Regions from separate parts of the Mus musculus genome. Here region 2 is linked to region 1. Evidence: chromatin contacts called from public Hi-C data. All regions are on one chromosome and are shown on one strand. Each heading gives the region's core, a stretch centred on a gene start, on an enhancer-like site or on the middle of the called end of the contact. The rest is flanking DNA. Distances are from core to core; before and after follow the strand shown. Region 1 holds the start of Neo1 (neogenin). Region 2 has its middle 78 kb from the start of Gm33053.

Region 1 (5,019 bases), core at 383-2,882:
ATTTTTTTCAAGATTGGAGATAAATGTAAGCTTCATTTTGTAAGTCACATTATACATAATTTTAATATAATGAAAAAGTCCCTCTGTCTTAGATAGTCCAAAATTAACATTTGCAAGGCAATTTATAGTTTCCAAAGAGCTTCTCTCATCAATTATCTCAGAAAACTGAATAACGATGTGATTATTAAAGGTTAATTAAGCAAATACTTGTGAAGTAATTGGGAGGTAATCTATTTCTAATTTAACAGGTCATCAGGGGTATTTAGGAAATATTTTTTCTGGTTAATAACTCTAACCAAAACAAGATATTTAAATGGTTTCCCTAGTGGAAAACAATAAGCGAGTGTTTGCTCTTTTAAACCAATTGTTTCAAAGAGCCAGGGGAAGGGAGGGCTCCTAATTTCACTGTTTTAATGAGGTTTCTGAGCTCTTCATTCCCCACGTCAATCCATGCCTTATTTTGGAACTTTGGAATAAAATAAGATAAAATAGCAAGTGACTAGAGAAGGCATGGTGTGTGTTAGAAAAAGAAATGTCTTTTTTTGCTGGACACATCTTGGATATTGACTATACGCAGAAGGGCAAATAAAAATCCAACTCCTATCAACAACCCAACATGACTAAGTGAAGAACCAGGGTAGAACAGTATGGGCACTCTCGCCAGCAGACTACAGACTGTTTTCTCCTAACTTTGGGTAGCTCGATCCTCAGTAGTACCAGGAGGTTGAAAAACCAATTCCCGCGTGCTCCGCGTTTACTGTCGAGAGACACTTTGGATCTCAAGTACAAAACTGCAAAGTGACCATCCAGGGCCTAGGTAAAAGGCTGCAGTGACTGCAGAGAATTAGCCCCGGGGAGATTGAGTCACGGGGTTGGGTCCTGGCCTGGGCACGCGATGGAGTGGACTCCCCGCACCTTTGTCTGAGCCGGAGCCGAGTGTCTCAGTGGGGACGCGGGGCACCACGGTCCCGGCGGGTCGGGTACCGCCCGAGAGGAAGCCAGAGGTCGGCGCAGTGCGATCGGCCCCCTCCCACGGGAACCGCGCCAGGTCCCCAGCAAGAGCCGGGCGGCCTGCTATTGTTTTTGGCGAGCACATAAATCCGTGCGCCGACCCTCTGCGAACCCAGGTTTCCTCCCGGAGGCCATTCGGTTTCCTCTGAGGCCCTATATAGAGGCCCGGGGCAGAGAGGTGCGCGCAGGCTCGCGGCCTCCGTGAGCAGCTCCGGAGTCCGTGCGGCTCTGCCTCAGGTCTCCGTAGCCTTTGAAGCGGTCCGCGGAGGTGAGGGGAAATCTCTCCCGCGGGTTAGGAGCGGGAGGCGGGAGGCGAAGGAGGCGGATCGCTTCTCCGGGGTTTCCCTGACGCCAGCAGCAGCAGCAGAGCCCGGCGCGCGCGCCCCGCGCCCGTGCCCGTCTCCCGAGAGCCAGAGGGGGGAGGGGAGCGGGCCCGCCGCCTGCCCCTGCGCCAGCTCGGCTCCACCGCCGCGGCTGCCCGCGAAGCGACCGCCGGGATTGGAGCCCGGCAGGCCGCGGGGCGCGAAGAGGGTGCTCGTGGGGAGGGAGGCGCGCGTGCGCGGCTGTGAGCGTGCGCGGCACGGCGCGCTCCGGCGCCCGCCCCCCACCCCGCGGTCTCCGCCCCCCTCGCTCTACCGTGAGGAGCCCGAGTCGGCGGCGGGTGGCGGCGCCTGGAACCTGGAGAGACCGAGCCACCCCCCGGCTCTCGGCCGGAATGTACTGATTCTCCTCTGCTCTCCTCCCCGCCCCGCTGCAGGAGGGAGGCGCCCGGAGTCTTTCCCCCTGGGCGCGCGAGGGGGCCGCGCGGGCCGGGCCGGGCCGGGCTGGAGCCGAGCCCTGCGGCGCAGAGACCGGCTGAGGCGCGCTGAGGGAAGGGCGCGAGCGCTCCGCGGCGCTATCGCCGCCGCCGCCGCCGCCACTCGTGGGGTAGAGATGGCGGCGGAGCGCGAAGCCGGGCGACTCCTCTGCACCTCCTCCTCCCGGCGCTGCTGTCCGCCACCGCCGCTGCTGCTGTTGCTGCCGCTGCTGCTGCTGCTCGGACGCCCGGCGTCCGGCGCCGCGGCCACGAAGAGCGGCTCCCCGCCGCAGTCCGCAGGTAAGTCGGGCCGGGCCCGGGACGCCGTGGGGGCTGGGGCGCGGCACCGGCTCCCGTGGCCGCTGCGGTGGGTTTTTGTTGTTGTTTAGGATCCAGAGGGGAACGTGCGGGAACTTTTCCTCCTCGGCTCCCGTTGCTGGAGAGAAAAGGGTCTCGCGTGGTGGAAAGCGGAGCAGGCAGGAGGGGTTCCTACCGGGGGAGGGGCGCCTCCGGGATCCGGGCCGGAGCTCTGGGGTCCAGTTCTGCGCTTTGTACCGGGAGGCAGGTTCACCCCTCGCCTCTTTCCCCTCCCCCAGGCTCATCCCACTTGTAAGAGTGGGACATTCTTGTGCTCACACAAGCACCAGTAGAGGCCACTACACACCTCATTAGATAAACAATCGTACAGCCAATTCATTAATTTTCAGGAAGGGATGGAGGAGGGGGCTTGAATTCATTCTCTTCACCCTCCATCCCCCTCGGCCATGGGTTGCCCAGCTTCTGAAGTCCAGGGAAGCGCTGTCGGATCTCGAGGGACTCTTCGCTCAGTGATTGGAGCCTGGGTCTTCAGGAGAGGGGGTGCTAAGGGGCATACTAGCCCCTTCATGATCAGATCAGTGGTGTTGACTTAGCCTTGTGGACGCCTTGGAGAGCGGCTCCAAGTGATTCTGTGAAGTAGTGCCTCTTTACTAGGGATTTAACTATATTTCTATGTAACCCACTCTCAACTTCTGAAAAATTTCAGACATCGGATTTTTAAGGATTTGTCTAATTGTCTCTATGTGACTATATATGTATATGTGTGTGTATACACACACACACACACACATACACATATATACACATATATGTGTATATATATTCAGCATCTTTTTTTTTTCTGTGTGTTTCATGCATTCCTGGAGTCACCAGCATTCTTACATATTTAAGGGTGCCAATTGACACATCGCCAAGCCTCTGATAGTTGAGCAGGGTTCACTCGGCTCTTGAAGAGCAAATTGACATGTGCTTTGCTAACCTCGTTTACCTAAGGTGGTGTGCCATATAACTTGAAGAAACTTTCACTCACTTTGTGGAGATTTAGATTTTTAATACGAAGGTCACCTGATCAGACACAATGGCAACTTGTAATTGCTAAACCAAAAACGTGTTTCCCTCTGATTGTTATGAAATCATTAAAATCACTTCGAAATGTGATTTGCTGATAAAGTTTGTTATTTTGCATTTTGTGTGTATGTGTATAGAGCTCACAACTTGCCAGTGTTAACAGTTTTAAACCCACACTAGTATATATTATTTAAGCTGCTAAACAGGAGTGTTAATGTTAAGTTAGGATCACTGATGTGATAGGCATTTGCACATTTATCTTGTACAAAGTTTGGGGCACAGTTTTCAGACCTTCAGTGTAAGTACCTGAATAGTTTCTTTTCATGGGAATGGGAAAGAGAAATGTATAAATTTTGGAAAACAAGTTCCTCTTTTTTTTTTAAATTTCTTATGAAAATTTATATACAGCTGATTGTATGTGTATTTGAGGTCATAGCTGGAGTTTGTGTTTAAAGTTTTGGCAGAGACTTTTTAAAGTTAACAAAAGCTTAAACAATGCTAGAATTTAGAAATTTGTTTTACATTTTATTATTCTGTCTGTCTGTCTGTCTGTCATGCGTGTGTGTTTGTGCCTGTGCCATGGCATGCTGTGTGCTAGTCAGAGGACATCTTCGGAGGAGTCACTACTCTTTCCAGCATGCAGGTCCTGGGGAGTGAACTCAGCTCCTCAGGCTTGGAGGCCCATTAAAGCAGTCACTTAGAAAGGGATCTTAACGTCTGCTTTAGCATGAATTCAATCAGTGAGGTTTTATTTTGCAATGATGAGATGGGAGACATTTGCTCTCTGCCTTTATGGAGTTGGCAGTCCAGCATGTAGGTAGGGACCATAGCTGCTCAGCTAGAATTACATAGTTAAGTGATTGTGATAAGCACTGCAAAATAGAGTAGGTTTTGAGGAAGTGTGAGCTGGCGTGATTTACCTAGTCAGTGCCAGAGTTCTCGATCTGAGATGGTGATGGGTGGAGGTTAGTTAGAAGGCTCACAGTTAATTAGTAGTGGATAGAGTCTAGAGCACAGGTCTGATTCTCCCTCATAGGCCTTTTTATTTTCATTCCAAAATATTTTCTGTTGACCCCTCTGTCTCATTACAAAAATGATAAAAAAAAAAAAAAAAATCACTGCAGTGAGCAGGGGCTGATCTGTTCCGTCCTGAGCTGTGGGAAGAGATCAGGAGATGGAGAGCTGAGTCAGCAGTCTTGGGTCAGGCTGTCTGTAAATCAGATATCATTTGTTAGTATTGCTTATTTTGAAGACGATAAATTTGACTTTTTTTTTTGGTAGGAGAGAGATGATATTCAGTAGTAAGAGAAAAATAGATGTGTGGGAACAGAACAAATGAGTGTTCTACCCTCTTAGGATGGACATTTGGACACGTGGAAGAAGAGGAAAAAGCAAATGAGATTATGGTAGAAGGTGGTTAGCAGTGGGGAGGATGGGAAGTGAGTAAGCACACAGTCAGGCTAAACAGCTTTGTAGTGATCCTTGGGGGAGACAGATTGACTGAGCACCCTGTGAATTGCAAGTGCTCTCAGTTGACATTCTTCATAGAGGACCCCACACATTCTGACAGGCATTTACTTGACTTGACACATTACCTCATAAGGTGGTCTGTTTCTGTTTTTAATAATGTCTGTTAGAAAACCTTGCTTCACATTGAGAGTGATATTCAGTCTCCCACTCTTGAGTTTTAGCTCTTCCCTCGCCTTTATCAGTATCAGCATGCATAGCTTGACTTAGTGTTTGCTTTCCCCATGGTTTCTGCTTTTGTTTTTCACATTTTCTTTTACTCACTTAAATACTGATTCCTAATGTTGTCTCCTTCTTTC
Region 2 (5,584 bases), core at 275-2,774, 120 kb before region 1:
ATTAATTAATTTTGAAAATACAGTAGCAGCAGCACATAGTCTTTGTAAGATAGTCTGTCAGAGCGCACCCCACCCTGGCCCCCAACAAGTTTTATACTGTGGTCCTCACAGCAAGCCTGTGAGATTTATGTATAGTGGCAGCTCTATCTAGGTTTGAAATGTGGCCCTTTCAGGTCATCAAATTGTTTACACCAATGTTTGCAGGTAGAATTGATAATAGTGAAAAAAAAATCTTACATCCGTAGGAGTCTATTTTTAAAGTTATGAAAAACATTCTAATAATGGCTAGGCCTCTCATGGGTGCAAATGGCAAACCCACTTCATACTGGATTATACAAAACCTGCAACAGATTGGCTCAAGAACAGGAAAAGTCAGAAGTATCTGCCTTCGAGCAAGTCTGCCAGTGCTCAGACAGTGTCCACCCTGACCCCACTGGGTCTTACTCTCTGCTCTCTCTGTGTGGGCTTAGCTTCCAGGCCAAGCCTCTCCCCATGGAGACCTCAGAGGCTCTAGGTTCTCCAGGAGGACACTCGGACTAGGAGACAGGAGGCTGTTCTTTCCTGGAAGCTTCAGACCAGCTTCAGACACTTTGATGGAGTGATTGACACTTTATCATAGAATCTCCCCTTGACCAAACCCTATGCAGGTCTGGCCTTCTGGTCAACCCCAAATTGTTTAATTAGAATTGAATAATAAGAATCCTGCTAAGTCAGAATACACATCCTCCATGTCTAGTCAGTTTGCTAACCTTCCCAGCCCATGATTGACAAGCATCCTGTTCCATCAGAGAAGCCAAACTCTTTCTTATGCCTGGTGTTTCCTTTTAGTAAGTCTCCACTATTTCTTTGTTATTTAGTGCCACTTTTCCTGGTATTCAAAGTGGAGCCAAATCTTTCCCTATAGCCAAATCCACTAGCAATAGTAGTCCCTGTGCCTACCTAATAATGGTCCTGAGTACTGACTTATGATAATATCACAATCCTGACAGTTGCCATCCTGCATGCTATAACTTTGACTCATGAAAATTAAAATTCCCATTTTAAAAAACTATATGAAAGGTACCAAAAGCTGAATTCTGGGAGATTGACCATGTGCCATAGCAACAATAAAAATTGGCTTTTTGGAGGTATTTATATGGTAGTGTGTCCATGTACACATGTTTGGGGACAGAGCTTGGCACTGGTGTCTTCTTCTATCACCCTCCACCTAATTTTTGGATATAGCATCTTCTCAGGGAACCTAGACTCACAAATTTGACAAGCTGGCTAGTGGGCCCTGGAGATCCTTCTGTCTGCTTCCTAGAACTGGAGTCAGAGATGTATGTGGGCTGCTACATCTGGCTTTTATGTGGATACTAGCAATCTGAACTCAAGGCCTCCGGTTTGTGCAGCAAGTACTTTACCTATAGACCCACCTCTCCAGCCCCTACAACCTTATTCCTTAGAGAGCATTATTTGTGTACACTGCACTGCTGCCAATTGCCAACATTCCAGGTGCTACTAACGAATCAGAGCAATGTCTGTCTGAAGAAGCCAATGATGTCACCAACTGCTTTGAAAGTAATTATGGGCCCAATGGGAATATTGGGATGTCTTGGAGAACAATGGAGTCTTTCTCAGGAAACTAAAGTCCCAGAAACTCCCCCACAACCACCAAAGCCACCCCGAGCCAGGGCTTTCATGTTCTTGTCTTGGGAATTTGAAGAATGAAATTCTTAGACCACAGAGATTCAATTTTAGAAAAAAGCTTATTCTCAAATTATTTTTAATTCTAAAATAGTTTATTCTAGATCTAGGTGGCAACTTAAGAGGGAGAAGGAGAGGGGGTGTCCCAGGAAACAGGGTGCCATGAAGCTGGGGCCTTTTAGAGGACTTATGACATAAACTGGGGTGAAGCATGGGGAAGGACAAGTGGCCCAGCCAGGTGTCCAGGTGCCTCCTGCCAGTGTCAGCTGTAAGGTAACAGGAGCCTCTAGACAGGAGCTTATCTAGGAGATAACAGAGATTTCTCCTGGGTCCTGGCCTCCAGCAAGGACGTTCTAGGAACTGGTACGGCAGGTTCCTGCCTCATCTGAGCAGTCTCTACCTCCTGTTATCACCTCTGCCTTACTACTGGTCTTGTTTGTGACAACTCTGTGGCCTGTGTAGGAGTGAGAGGATGCGATGCAGTACGGATTGGTCAGTTCCCAGAACCACGTGGATGCATGCTGGGGAAAAGGAGGAGGGTTAATGGTAATGTCTTTTCCCTGTTGTACCTGGAATCACAGAACTGCAAAACAAAACAAAAACAAAAACAAAAACCCAGCAACACTGGGCAGAAATCCAGTATGAATGTGTTCTCCAAGGAGAGTTTTGCCCTAAAAGAAAGGGATAAGTAAATAAAAAGAAAGCAGCTATTTATCACAATGTAGTACTTTTAAAACACAGCGACTAAATCAGGCATGGTGCTGCATGCTGTCCATTCAAGCACCTGGGAGGCAGAGGCAGGCCAATCTCTGAGTCTGAGGCCACCCTTAGTCTACAAAGTGAGTTCCAGGACAGCCAGGACTGCACAGTATAGTGAGACCCTGTCTAAAAAAACAAAACAAAACAAAACAAAAACAAAAACCCAAAGCAACAAAACACATCCCCATAGTTAATGATCATGAATGTTAGCCAGTTTTCACAAATTACTCCATCGAGGTTTTTAGTTTACTTAAACAGTTCTAATTCATTTTATGTACTTTATTTGTGCAGATTTGTTTCTCTAAGAGTGCATTATCACAGCACTGACTTTGTGTGTACGTGTGAATAAAGATGTTGAGATGGACATCACACATGGCGGCACATACCTGCCATCCAAGCACGTGGGCAGTTTCAGCTTCAGGTCAAGGTCAGCCTGGGCTGCTTGAGACCCGATCTCACAAACAAACAAGAGATACTGAGATGCCCTCACTAAATGAAGATACGTCCTTTCCGTAGTCCTACATTTGTGAAAGATAGAAGTTTGCCAGATTGAGCTGGAGAGATGGCTCTGTAGAAGGTGCTTGCTGGCAAGCCTGGTGGCCTGACTTTGGTCCTCAGCATGTGTGGAGGCTGGAGGACAACTTTCTGGAGTCCTTTTCCTCTTTCCACTGAGTGAGCCAAGATATGCAACACTGTCCACCAAATAAATAAATGTAATAACAAAATTTTTTGGAGCCAGGAATTTTACGATGTCGACCTGGCTGAATTGGAACTCATTGTGCAAAGCAGGTTGGACTCCCACACAGGGCTTTGTCTTTCTCTGTTTCCTTGGTTCTGGGATAAAAACATGCACCACCATGGATGGCAAAGTAATAATAACAACAACAACAATGACAAGTACAAAAAACCTAACACATTAAAAAAGTTTGCCAGACCTTGCCATTTTGGGCAACTCTACCTGCAATAGTTATTTTGTTTAATATCACCAATATCATCATTTCATATAAAAATTACAAATCTAGGTACACATAAATATTATTGTGATATATATTTGTATACTTTAATTTTTTGGTGAGAGTTTTGGGTTTTCTTTAGATTTATTTATTTATTTAGTGTATATGATTACATTGTAGCTGTCCTCAAACACACCAGAAGAGGGCATCAGATCCCATTACAGATGGTTGTGAGCCTCCATGTGGTTGCTGGGAATTGAACTCAGGACCTCTGGAGGAGCTGTCAGTGCTCTTAACTGCTGAGCCATCTCTCCAGCCCTACTTTAATCTTTATATTATATTTTATTAATACAATTTGTACACTCATATACCCATACAACCATCAGAAAGTCTGAATGTTAGTACCTTGCGAAGAAACATATGTTACAGTGGAGTTTTATTCAGCCATAAAGAAGAATGAAAGTATGTCATCTGCAAGAAAGTGAATGGGACTGGAGGTCCTTGTGGTGAGCGAAATAATCTAACAGATACTTAGAAAGGTAAGTATTGCACACTTACCCTCATACACTGGCTCTAGATTTAATGTATCTGTGGTAGTTAGGCACAGGTATTTAGTGCTCTGTCACAGTTGGTGGCATTGTGTGTGGAGGTGTGGTGTCTTTGCTGTAGGGAGCACACCACTGAAGGTGAGCGGTGCGAGTTTGGAGTCTCATCCTGCATCCGATTCACTCTGCCTTGTGCTTGTGACTGGAAATAGGAACTCTCAGCTTCTTGCTCCAGCCTCCCGTTGCCGCTCTTACCCTAGCACCGTGGTATCTCCGTCTGAAACCACAAGCACAAATAAACTCTTCCTTCTATAAGTTACCTTAGCCGAGGTGGTTTACCACATCACCAAAAAGCACTGCCCTCTGTGTCACACACACACAGACACACACACACGTAGATATACACACAGACACACACACATAGATATACACACAGACACACACACAGACATACATATAGACATACACACACAGACACACACAGACACACAGACATACATATAGACACACACAGACACATAGACATACATATAGACATACAGACACACATAGACACACACACAGACACACAGACATGCATATAGACACAAACATATAGACACACACACAGATACACACACAGACACACACACAGACACACACACAGACACACATACACAGACACACACACAGACACACAGACATACATATACACATACACACAGACACATGAACACACAGACACACACACAGACACACACACAGATATACATATAGACATATACACACAGACAACAGACAAACACACACGGACACACACACAGACACACACACAGACACACAGACAGGCATATAGACACAAACACACATACACAGACACACACAGAGACACACGTTGAAAGCAGAAGGACTGCTCACAGGGAAAAAGGGGACTAGTTAAAGGAGCTGTGAGGGATGGGATAAGTGGGAGGGTCAGGTATGAATATGTTGCCAAGATAACATGTACAAAAATATAGTGATGAGACCATATTTTGTATGTTAACTAAAATTTAATCAAAAATAATATATGCATTATTATTGCCTAGCTATTGCATAAAATAGCTCATGAAATATTCTGTGGTGCTTCCAGTTTTTCAAATTAAGCTCCTTTTAAAAATGTGACTAGATATTCCTAAAATAATTAAAAATTTTTTCTCTTTCCAGAATTACCTTTTTAAGATTTTGATCTTCAGGGATTTCAATTTTCTGGTTACATTGCTTGGGGTTGTGACTCAGATGCACATACACTAGAGTCTGGGAGGAAGGCATGTTCCCCAGAGTAACTAGAGTAATAATGTAAAGCCATCCTATGCCCATAGGTGCCAGGGCTTCAGCTGTGCTGACAGGGACCCTGGCCTGTGAGCACCCTAGTGTCTTCTCCTGCCTCAGGCTGCTTTGTCACTAGGAGGGACTGCAACTGTCCAGAGCCTCGCCTGGGGGCCAGATGCCCTGCCTTGACTCACAACAGGTATTCTTGAGCTCAGGTACAGCCCGGGGCACCCCAGCTCACAGCAGCACTCAGAAGAGCTGTGCTGGAACATGCCATGGTCCATGTGTTCATAAACCACAAGTTTTAATGTCAGACCAGGAAACTGGAAGGTGGCTTTCTACCTTTTGGCTTTG

What was found. A called contact is a pair of places that touch in the nucleus more often than the background predicts.
Region 2: a contact with region 1 is called in a Hi-C map of Sertoli cells, with 2.1 times the contacts expected there. The contact joins the enhancer-like site here to the promoter of Neo1 in region 1. A contact is called at or near these places in 8 of 39 promoter capture datasets (the 3T3-L1 cell line, 3T3-L1-derived adipocytes, the C10 cell line and 5 more), 3 of 484 Hi-C or Micro-C datasets (Sertoli cells, cumulus cells and nephron progenitors) and 16 of 115 datasets of contacts at active chromatin or transcription factors (astrocytes, cardiomyocytes, craniofacial prominence and 11 more).

Annotation. Positions count from the first base shown.
Region 1 is chr9:59,033,054-59,038,072 of GRCm38.p6, reverse strand. It overlaps Neo1 (neogenin), which reads left to right and starts at 1,632. Exons shown (of 28, transcript NM_001042752.1): 1 at 1,632-2,107. The coding sequence starts at 1,945.
Region 2 is chr9:59,154,346-59,159,929 of GRCm38.p6, reverse strand. No RefSeq gene overlaps it. Among named protein-coding and RNA genes, the nearest start is that of Gm33053, 78 kb to the left of the region's middle. Within about 2 kb of position 1,524, at least 8 of the 459 cell types and tissues checked have an H3K27ac peak or open chromatin away from gene starts, as enhancers often do. A contact at or near this core is called in Sertoli cells, where this site is marked.